Linked DNA regions of Drosophila melanogaster: region 1 is linked to region 2. The links are chromatin contacts, called in public Hi-C maps. All regions are on one chromosome and are shown on one strand. The core of a region is the stretch at or near the end of the contact, and the rest is flanking DNA. Distances in the headings are between cores, read along the strand shown. Region 1 holds the start of CG15771. Region 2 holds the start of CG32772.

What was found. Hi-C and Micro-C count contacts between places; a contact is called where the count stands out from the background.
Region 1: a contact with region 2 is called in a Hi-C map of the Kc167 cell line, with 3 times the contacts expected there. The contact joins the promoter of CG15771 here to the promoter of CG32772 in region 2. A contact is called at or near these places in 16 of 107 Hi-C or Micro-C datasets (the D17-c3 cell line, the Kc167 cell line, embryo and 6 more) and 1 of 6 datasets of contacts at active chromatin or transcription factors (the Kc167 cell line).

Annotation. Positions count from the first base shown.
Region 1 is chrX:5,753,281-5,758,164 of dm6, forward strand. CG15771 reads left to right here and starts at 2,294. Exons shown (of 3, transcript NM_001297980.1): 1 at 2,294-2,924; 2 at 4,582-4,884. The coding sequence starts at 2,775. It overlaps lin-52 (lin-52,), which reads right to left and starts at 1,678. Exons shown (of 4, transcript NM_001297979.1): 1 at 1,565-1,678; 2 at 1,336-1,509; 3 at 1,157-1,261; 4 at 110-1,076. The coding sequence starts at 1,604. The coding sequence ends at 922. CG15772 reads left to right here. Exons shown (of 2, transcript NM_001297978.1): 2 at 1-761. The coding sequence ends at 368. It also overlaps asRNA:CR45528.
Region 2 is chrX:4,907,271-4,911,743 of dm6, forward strand. CG32772 reads left to right here and starts at 1,832. Exons shown (of 7, transcript NM_001297941.1): 1 at 1,832-2,049; 2 at 2,182-2,527; 3 at 3,582-3,908. The coding sequence starts at 2,489. It overlaps CG6927, which reads left to right. Exons shown (of 2, transcript NM_131966.2): 1 at 1-135; 2 at 190-1,551. The coding sequence ends at 1,337.

The sequences.
Region 1 (4,884 bases), core at 1,044-3,543, 850 kb after region 2:
AGACCCGAACCAAGCGCTTCTATGAGAGCTCCGAGCGCTATGAGATACTCATGCTGGTCTTCATCATGCGCAAGGGAGCGCCGTTTTGTGAGAACAAGCGCTTTCCAGCGGAGTACTGGGTTAATCTATCGGTGGGACCAATTGCCGAGGCGTTTGACCGTCTGCAGGCGGCCATCGATATACCGGATCCCCAGCTGCCGATCCACATGAGCGTTACAGATTTGACCAGCTGGAAGCAAATGTTCGACCTGGCCATGCTGGATATACGGCGTTTTGCGTACTACACCGATCCCTTGCAGCTGGCCGATGCGGGCGTCTTTAACCGGATCACCTTTGAGCAGCGATTCGGAATGCAGTGGCAGGAGTAATGGGAATTGATGCACGTTACTGGATATATATTCACGGGAAACAGCATGTAAGCACACCATCAGCACCAACACACTTTCCCAAATTGGGATGGATCGTGGGGAAGGCTACTGCATAAATCCGAACGAAAGCATTTAGTTAAGTATTAATAGGACGCACTAGAGCGCAACCGATCCATCCAATCCCACATAGACAGAGTTATTTGTTGCGTTAATGTCCCTGCATAGCGAAATCTACTGTGCCTTCTCCAAAAACTCCAGATCCTTCTGCATTCCTTTCCCTCCAATCCGTCAACTTCATCTCTCCTCCGACTCCTCAAATGTATCTGTAATACAAGCGACGTGTAGGACCCAAAATGCTTTAATGGAAATAAACGTTAGTTACTGTTCAAACGCCTGCCTATTTATCTTTGTAAAATAGCGATAAATCATTCACAACACGCATTACTCACTATAAAAATAGCACTATGTACACTATGAAACTACACCTATGTTCCTAATGCGAATTCAACGAGATCCTCGACAGTCCCATTCTTAGGGATCGGATCATCCAGCCTCATGGCTGCCGCTTAGGAGCGCGATCCCGGTCAAAGATGCCCAGCAGTTTCCCACGAGTCATCTCCATTGCCTCACGCAGTCCCAGCTGGTAAATTTCATCATGCATTGACTTTATTTTATCGATCAGATCCTCGGGAGGGAGCTGGGCTAGTTCTGGAATAGAAAAGTAGGTAATGGATATGCTATTCTTTAATATACTATTCTTAAATCTCATTGACTTTGCAGCTACTTACCATTAATCTTAACCATATCATCATCGGTCAGATTGCTGGTGTAGTTGGTGCTGCGCGTGTACATCGGCGTGTCGCTCATGGAGAGGAACTCGTCCATTCCGGGAACTGGAGCAATCGAAAATAAAGATATGCGTTAAAAATGGCGCCAATTTCTTCGTGCTCACGTTTTCTACACTTACAACGCTCTGGCCATTGGACAGGTGAGGGTCGCAGAGTTTCCATGGAGATGAGCTCGTCTTCCGGCGTTATGGGCCGCTCCTTGACCTCCGGGACATCCTTTTCGGCCAATAACGTACTACTGCTGGACGCTGAAGCCTTCTCCACTTCCTCGTCCGCCGCTTTTAGAATGGTTTCTGCAAGAAAACCTCGTTTTATGGCGCCTTTCATGTGATTTAAATATTTACTCACCTGTAGAAAGCAAATCCGTAGTTGTCTCTGCGTTGCTCATCGCGGATAATGTTGAAAAACTCCAAAAACTATTGAAAATAAACACGGAAAGATGCCAAAAAATCCGTGGGCTAATCACTTGCCACCTCGTTAAACAAAAACTATAGCGTTGCCACTTTCAACAATCACTATCGAATACTATCGATTTACCGCCAAGCCAGTGCTAGAAAGCACCAGGAAGTATAAAACAACTGATATTTTTGGTAAACAAAGAACTGTTGTTATTGCTTTTCCTGGTTTTATTAATAGAAGTTAAAAATAAATGGCACAACAATTAGGAAATGAGCGTGCCTCGACTTATACTAAATTCAGAGTGGAGAGCAGGCGTCGTAGCAGAGAAACGCGAACCTCTCCGCGACCTCTATCGTGCTCTCTTTTCCACTCACGGTCGTTTAACGGCGCATAGAGACAACTCTGCGCTAGGTCGCCTGCTCTCGTTCGCTCTGGCGCGCAAACGGCACTTGGCACACTTCGCACAGTGGCGCCAAAAAATATGTGCCCGTAAAAAGCACATGTGCTGCGCAGTAGTTGTCCAGAACAACACAACACGGATGTCTAACCAGTTATTGAAATAAACTTATTCAAGAACATCTTAATAATAATATAAAATCTTAAGGAATAACAATATCTTATCAAGTTTTTATCAATTGGCGCCGCCGCCTGGTAGCACTGTTCGCATACGCAGACTTTTGGCCACCACTGTTTTCCCATGCGCCCTCGCACTTTCTTTCGGTTTTTCATTCGCTGCTCCGCTCTCACTCAGTCAACAAGCACTCATACACACGCGCTCACCTGTTCCGCCGCCCCGCTACCCCGTCTCTCGACATTACTGCGACCGCTCCCGTTCCGTTTCATTATTTTTTTTGTCGCTGTCATTCAGTTGCCGTTTTAACTTCGCCGCGCGAGAAGCGGAAACTTTTGCCAGTCCGCTCGAGGAAAATAGAAAAATACTGCAGTGCTGCTGCAGTCGTGCAGCTCGTACATTTCGTTTCGTTTCGTTTGGCGCCAATTTCAAAGCGCAAATCCGCTGGCGGATTGAATTGCACCAAAGTTGTTCTTGGATCTCTACGTTTGCATCCATCCATCTAACCAAGCAACCGGCTACCACCCCTCCACTCCTGACAGTGACCCCTCGCTGACCCTCCATCCCCCCCTCCGCTCGACGACTCTCATGGCAGCTAGCAAATTCCATTGCGGCAAGCAATTGACAGCCACACATTCACATTTCGATGCGACATGTGCGAAAATCAGGGCCTTTTACTTTGACCTGGACAACACGTTGATTCCCACCAGAGCCGGCGATTCCAAGGCGATCAGAAAGGTGAGCTTTGTTAACCAAGCCAAGGCAGACAGCCTCACTGCCCCCTCTGCCAATCACCAATCCGTTGGCGTTTCTTCCGTTTCTTTTCCATGTAGTGTTTGTGGGGGGGCGGGGCGGGGGAGGTGAAAGTGCGCAGCAGGCGGGCGACCCAGCTAGAAAATTTTCCACTGCAGCCCGCCCGTTGTTACGTAGTCGAAAAAACCCGGACGCTCGGCAGATAGCACGCGCCCGAAATTTCGATTGTTTATTTGCGTTCCGATTGATTTCCTTTCCCTTCCCTTCACATCCCCCAGCCACAAAAAAAAAAAAAACAAAAAAGAAAAACTCAGAGTGCACTCGACAAGGTCTTAACTTAAATATAACCACGGGTACATGCACTTTAGAAGGCTAAAACCCACTAAATAATCGGCATTACGTTGGAAATTCGGAATCTTCGGTTTTCGAAATGTTAAAAGGCACTTTACAGGATCTTATCGTGGTGCGCATTATCGATTGCAAACGATTGCAAAAAGGTCGGAAATCGAGGAACTTGCACTTAACAAAAGTTGAACGAAACGTCATACCAACAAACTTTGGAAACCCGCGTCAATGGTTTCTTTTGAAATATAACCTTCTTATAAAGTGAATGGCACACAAAGAAGCTAAAGGTTAATTGATGATAATAGGTAGCACTTCGCAATATGTACTTGTTTGAACGTTCAGAGGCCATTGACTTTATTTATTACAATAAATGAGTCTATTTGCGATCTTAAAAGGTTAAAGTTTTTAGAATTTTCCCTTCAAGAGAGAAAGGTATAAATAGGTATTCTTGAAAATGTGTTCAATGTCACGTACATTTACTCACTCTTGCATTCCAGATTATATCGTTATCTTTTAAGCTGCGCCAATTTAGATAGTTAACTTCATTATCACGTTCATGTTTCAATACGCTCAATGTTTGAAGACCCCAAATAAGACGGTTTCTTTATTCAGTTGCTTTCAATTCTTAGCGAGCGAAGCCACGCCCATTTATATTTCGGAACTCATGACAGTTTTTGTGACTAATCGCAATGATTTCAACTTAAATTCCTAGCATTCAAAATGACTTTTGTGAGCTTAGCTTCCTGATTTGAGTACGATTCAATAGATGCGGATGGTTGGGCCGGAAAATAGATAGCGAGTGGAAATTTCCAAGCTATCATTGCGATCATAAAATATAGTATATTCTCATATATTACTCATGCTGCAAGTGTACCGGCGGCAATTGCAGTTTGATGTTCAATCCCCTGATAGTACGGCGATGCTATAACAATTTTGGAATTAATCAATTGGCTTCGGATTCGATCGAATGATTGGATTGGTCAATCTGACGCTTAATTGAGAACTTTATGGACGTAATAGTTTTGATTTACGTTCTACCGCGTTTCGCAAAAGATTATGCACGTATTGAGGCTTCTAATCGCTTTTATTAATATTAACTCTACTTTCAGGTTGTTCACTTCTTATTGCGTGAAAGTTCTTAACTTATCTCGTCTTTAATTCGTCATAGCGTATTTATAGTTTTATCGCGGTTGAGGTTTTTACGGCACTATCACATCTACGCAATTTTGTATATTTTTGAATTTATGTAACGCAATAATAATGCGAATTGCCAACCCTTTTCCAATTTCGTTCTTAGCTCGCTGATTTTCTGGAGACCCAATACCAGTTCAGCAAAGATGACGCAACACAGGCCACCCAAAACTTTCTAAAGGCCTTCCGCCGCTGTCCCGATAACTCGCAAACATCGCTGGACTCGTGGCGCACTCACCTGTGGCGCGAATCCCTTCCAGCGCGCCACAAGCACCTGGCGGAACAGATCTATCCCAAGTGGCTGAAGTTGCGGTATCGCTACCTAGCCGTTCCGGCGGACTATGTCCAGCTGCTGCTGCGGATGCGCCAGGCAGGCTATGCCCTGGCCCTCATCACCAACGGACCGTCG
Region 2 (4,473 bases), core at 582-3,081:
ACCTCGATCCGCGTCTCAACTTTCGCAACGTAAGTCCCAAGCGCAGGCAGCCGATTTTGGGCGAGGAGCACCTGAGAAACTCGCTCTGGATGCCCCACATATTTCTAGCCAATGAGCGCGACTCCAGTATTTTGGGTGAGTACGGTAGAGTCTGGAGTAGACTCGTGCTTGATTGCAACTAATTGGTAGGTCTCACGGAGAAGGACATCCTCACCTCGATATCGCCCGATGGCACAGTGATCGTTTCGAATCGCATCAAGGCGACACTCTATTGCTGGCTCAACCTTAAGAAGTTCCCATTCGATGAGCAGCACTGCTCGACGGTGCTGGAGAGTTGGATGTACAATACGTCGGAACTGGTCCTCCACTGGGAGCAGAAGCGTCCGATAACCTACGATGGGGCACTGCATCTCACCGAGTTTGTGCTGCAGCGTTCCTGGTCAAACGAGACGGTAATCAATGCCGATTTGAGTGACCTGCGTCATGGAGCCTTTGCCGGCAACTACAGCTCCCTCAGCTTCACCGTTCACCTGACGCGAGTGGTTGGCTTTTACCTGATGGACTACTTTCTACCCTCCATGCTGATTGTGGCCATATCCTGGGTATCGTTCTGGCTGCAAGCAGATCAGGCGCCGCCGCGCATCACGCTGGGCACCAGCACCCTGCTGACATTCATTACCCTGGCCTCGGCACAGGGAAAGACTCTGCCAAAGGTTAGCTACATCAAGGTGTCAGAGGTGTGGTTCCTGGGCTGCACCATCTTCATATTTGGCAGCATGGTGGAGTTCGCCTTTGTTAACACGATTTGGCGTCGTAAGAAGAGTGTGCCCGTCAAGAAACTGAACAGCAAACACATCCTGAAGTCAACTCTATCGCCGAATCTGCTCAGACGACGCAGTCACGCCAGATCCAGATCCTTTTCGGGCACGGCTCTGCATAAGACAGCGGATACCGGCTCGCTGGGCGGTGCCGGTTTCAACAATTACCTAACCGTCAATTTGCCCATCACCACGATTAAGGAGGGCCAAGTTCTGGATCAGCAGAGGACCAGCCGCGTCGTCCAGAAGATGGATGTTAACTTTGTGGAGAGTGCCTTTGGATCCATGGGCTCTGCCCAGTCCACTGGAGCGATCAGTGCTGCCAGCAGCAGCCAAACTTTGACCAACAATAACCGAACGGAGAGCGCGGGGCACCAGGAGGAGATCGATCTGAGTGGCTGGACCACGCTAACGCCCCAGGAAATAGCCATGTGGATTGATAGTCGAGCCAGATTCGTTTTTCCGCTCTCCTTTCTCGTCTTTAATCTGTTTTTCTGGACATTTGTCTACTGTATTTAAAAAAAGGTCCATTTCATTTTATTATTAGATTACACAGTAGATTTAATATTGTGAAAAGTATCCAATTTAAAGTGTTTATTATTTGTACCCATCGTTTAGCATAGTTTGTTTAATTATTGTGAAAGTTTTGTATTATGTTTGTTTCACTTTGTTCTGTAAAATGATTTTATATTTATTCTGTTGTAAAATAAAGTTCATGATTCTATGGCTGCCTAAAAAACACCATCAATTATTTAAATAAAATAACCTATGATAAAATAAATCTTTCGGACTTGCAATTAAATATTAAATAAATAATAAATTAAAAAACTTGTTTTCAACAACGATTCCATTACCCGCCTCGTTTTCGATTACGGAAATCGATAGAAATATCGATAGGCCAGGCCAAGGAGCACCGGCCAAGCCAACCTGTGGGTTAGAGCAGCACAACTATACCGCGTATTCTTATCGTATTCGTTTTTTCCCCACACATACACACACACGGCTCACGCATACAGCGCAACAATAACATCGGGCCCCAAAAAAAAGGGAAAAAAGACGACGGACAAAAACTTCGTCGTGAATTGTAAAATACAAAAAAAAAACGCATTCGAACGCGCTGGTTTGTTTTTTTTTTCACGTGTAACTACGCCAAAAAAAGGGCAAAGGAATTAAGCAAAAAAAAGAAGCAGAACTTCGAAGCAGCAACAACAACAGCGCCGCATTTTTGCTTGTATGTGCAAGTGCAAGGCAAACATAAACAACGCGCGTGTGTGTGTGTACCACGAAAATATCGTATAAATCAAATTTCTATATCATTTATATAGTTTTTTTTTTGTTTTTGCCATCATAATATGCCATATAGCGATCACCGAAATCCAAACGCAAACCAAACTCCAAAAAGTTAGTTTCAAATACAACCACACATCGTTTGGATCGTGTTCACAAACTTATAGTAGGAAGGAAAAGGAAAAAGATAGAAAAAAAACGAACTAAATAATAATAAACGAAAAAGAAAAACGGCGCTGAATGTTAACCGGTAAAGATAGCGGTAAATTGCGAGGGAGAAGGACGACAACAACAACAACAACGACCGCAGAGGGGGCAAAAGTCAGCAACAAAGTGCATCCTCCTTCTCCTGCTCCCCATCCTATTCCTTATTTACTGTTATAATGGACACCATCTGTAGATTGTGCTTCCAAACGGCAACGGTATGTTAACAAAAAAAAAAAGATATACACACATGTGATTTAGGTATATACACTTTGTTATTTCTATTGATTTTTTTTCTTTTGGTGGAGTTTAAACAATTGAATTCGCGCTACTGTTATTGTGCGGGCGGGTTGTTGGCGCAGGGGGCGGGGTTCAAAAGCGCGCGCATTGCCCCCCTTTCCCCACACACATACAAACGCACACACACAGAAATAAGAAATACACATACACATGCGACCCCAAACTATTGCTGAACAATTTTTATTTTTAGCCAACTCAGCCCGAAAAGTTGTTCAAGCCGACAACTTGAAAAAATATTATTTTTACATTTTGCTTACGCTCGCCACTCGCTTTTCACTTTGACTCCTTTTCAACCTATTCCCCCGAACAGGCCCCCCTCTTTCAGCCCCCTCCCGCCGCCCATGAACCGCACAAAAAGAAATACATATTAAAACAAAATGACAGAAATTGCGCCAAGGCAGCCAAATACGCAGTGGCTGCGCGTTAATTTAGTGACAGAGGGTTTACTATATTGGGCATCTAAGCCCAAAAATTTAAAGTTAAGCGGTTATAAAACTAACAAAACAGATCTAACTTTGCTTGGTTTTTAGTTCATTATTTAAACAATTACCAAATAACCCCTTTTTTGTAGGCGACGCCTCTGCCGCCGCCGCTGGCAGAGCGGCGGCAAAGCAAAACAAAAAGCGAAAGAATAACAAAACGTTGTACCGAAGAAAAAAAATAACATGAAATGAAAACAACAACAACAAAGCAACGAGCTGCTGGTGCTGTTGTTATTGTAGTTTCTTTTCTTTCTTTTTCGCTCTCCATGTGTGCGTGCCTGTGTGTGTGCGTGTGTTTATCTTCTTGGCTCTTATTTCTAGTTGGTGGAAAAGAGAAAGGGCTAGTTGGCATGGAAGGGGGAGGGTATGTGTGGAATAAGATTGAGTTGCCACAATAAATAAAGAGCATTATTGGTTTTTTTTTTCCAATTGGAAGCACTCTCTAATTCACGTGTCCTGTTCTGTTCTATTCTATTCCCCCGCCCTACAGTTGTTCCAGGTGCCCGGCTATAGCATACCCACGTGCGTCCGCTGCTCGGAGCAGTTGACAAATAATTCCAACTTCCATCAGTCGGCGGCGGCCGCTGCAGCCGTCGCTGCCTCTGCCTCGGCCGCAGTTGCCGCCTCTGCAGCAGCGGCGGCCACCTCCTCGTCGACGGCCTCCTCCAGCGACAGCGACGCCATCGCGCAGCAGCAGCAGCATCAGAATCCGCAGCAGCAGCAGCATCAGAACTCGCAACAGCAACAACAACAACAGCAGCAAATGCAATCATCCAGTTCTTCCGAGAACCTACAGTCGCAGGACGACTCCGAAGACGTAAGTCCATTTCAGGGATTGGGATACCAAGGCAGGGAGAGTGTTGCAAAGGGCATAGTGAGTGGGTTGCACTACGTGTAGTGTTACGAGAGGCATGGCAAGAAGTGGCAGCGAATACAGTGCTGCAAAGGGCTTACTAAAGGAGATAAATAAAGTAAATAACTGAAGGTCGTTCTTATTTTCAACTAAAATATGAACGTCTTGAATATGTATATTAATATCTATGAATAAATTTAAAATTTAATCCTAATGTTTAATAGTCCACGAAAAGTGTTCTATGGTTTAGGAATCCAATCAATGCAATTGCCCATCAAACTATAAATGATTCAAAAAAATTGACAATTTAAACCTAATTACAGAGTTCACTGCAATCCTCAGTAGATGCATTGCATTTGGAATTATAGGGGTTTGAAGACCCCCATCAACCGTTTTCAGAAGAGTGCTTTACTTCCCAGGGAGTTCGACTCCTGCTCCTTTTGCTGCACTTGTTTATTATTGTTGTGCTATTTTCTCTTCATTTTCTTACATTTCACTACTACTCCCCCGCTCACAAAAGTCTTACATA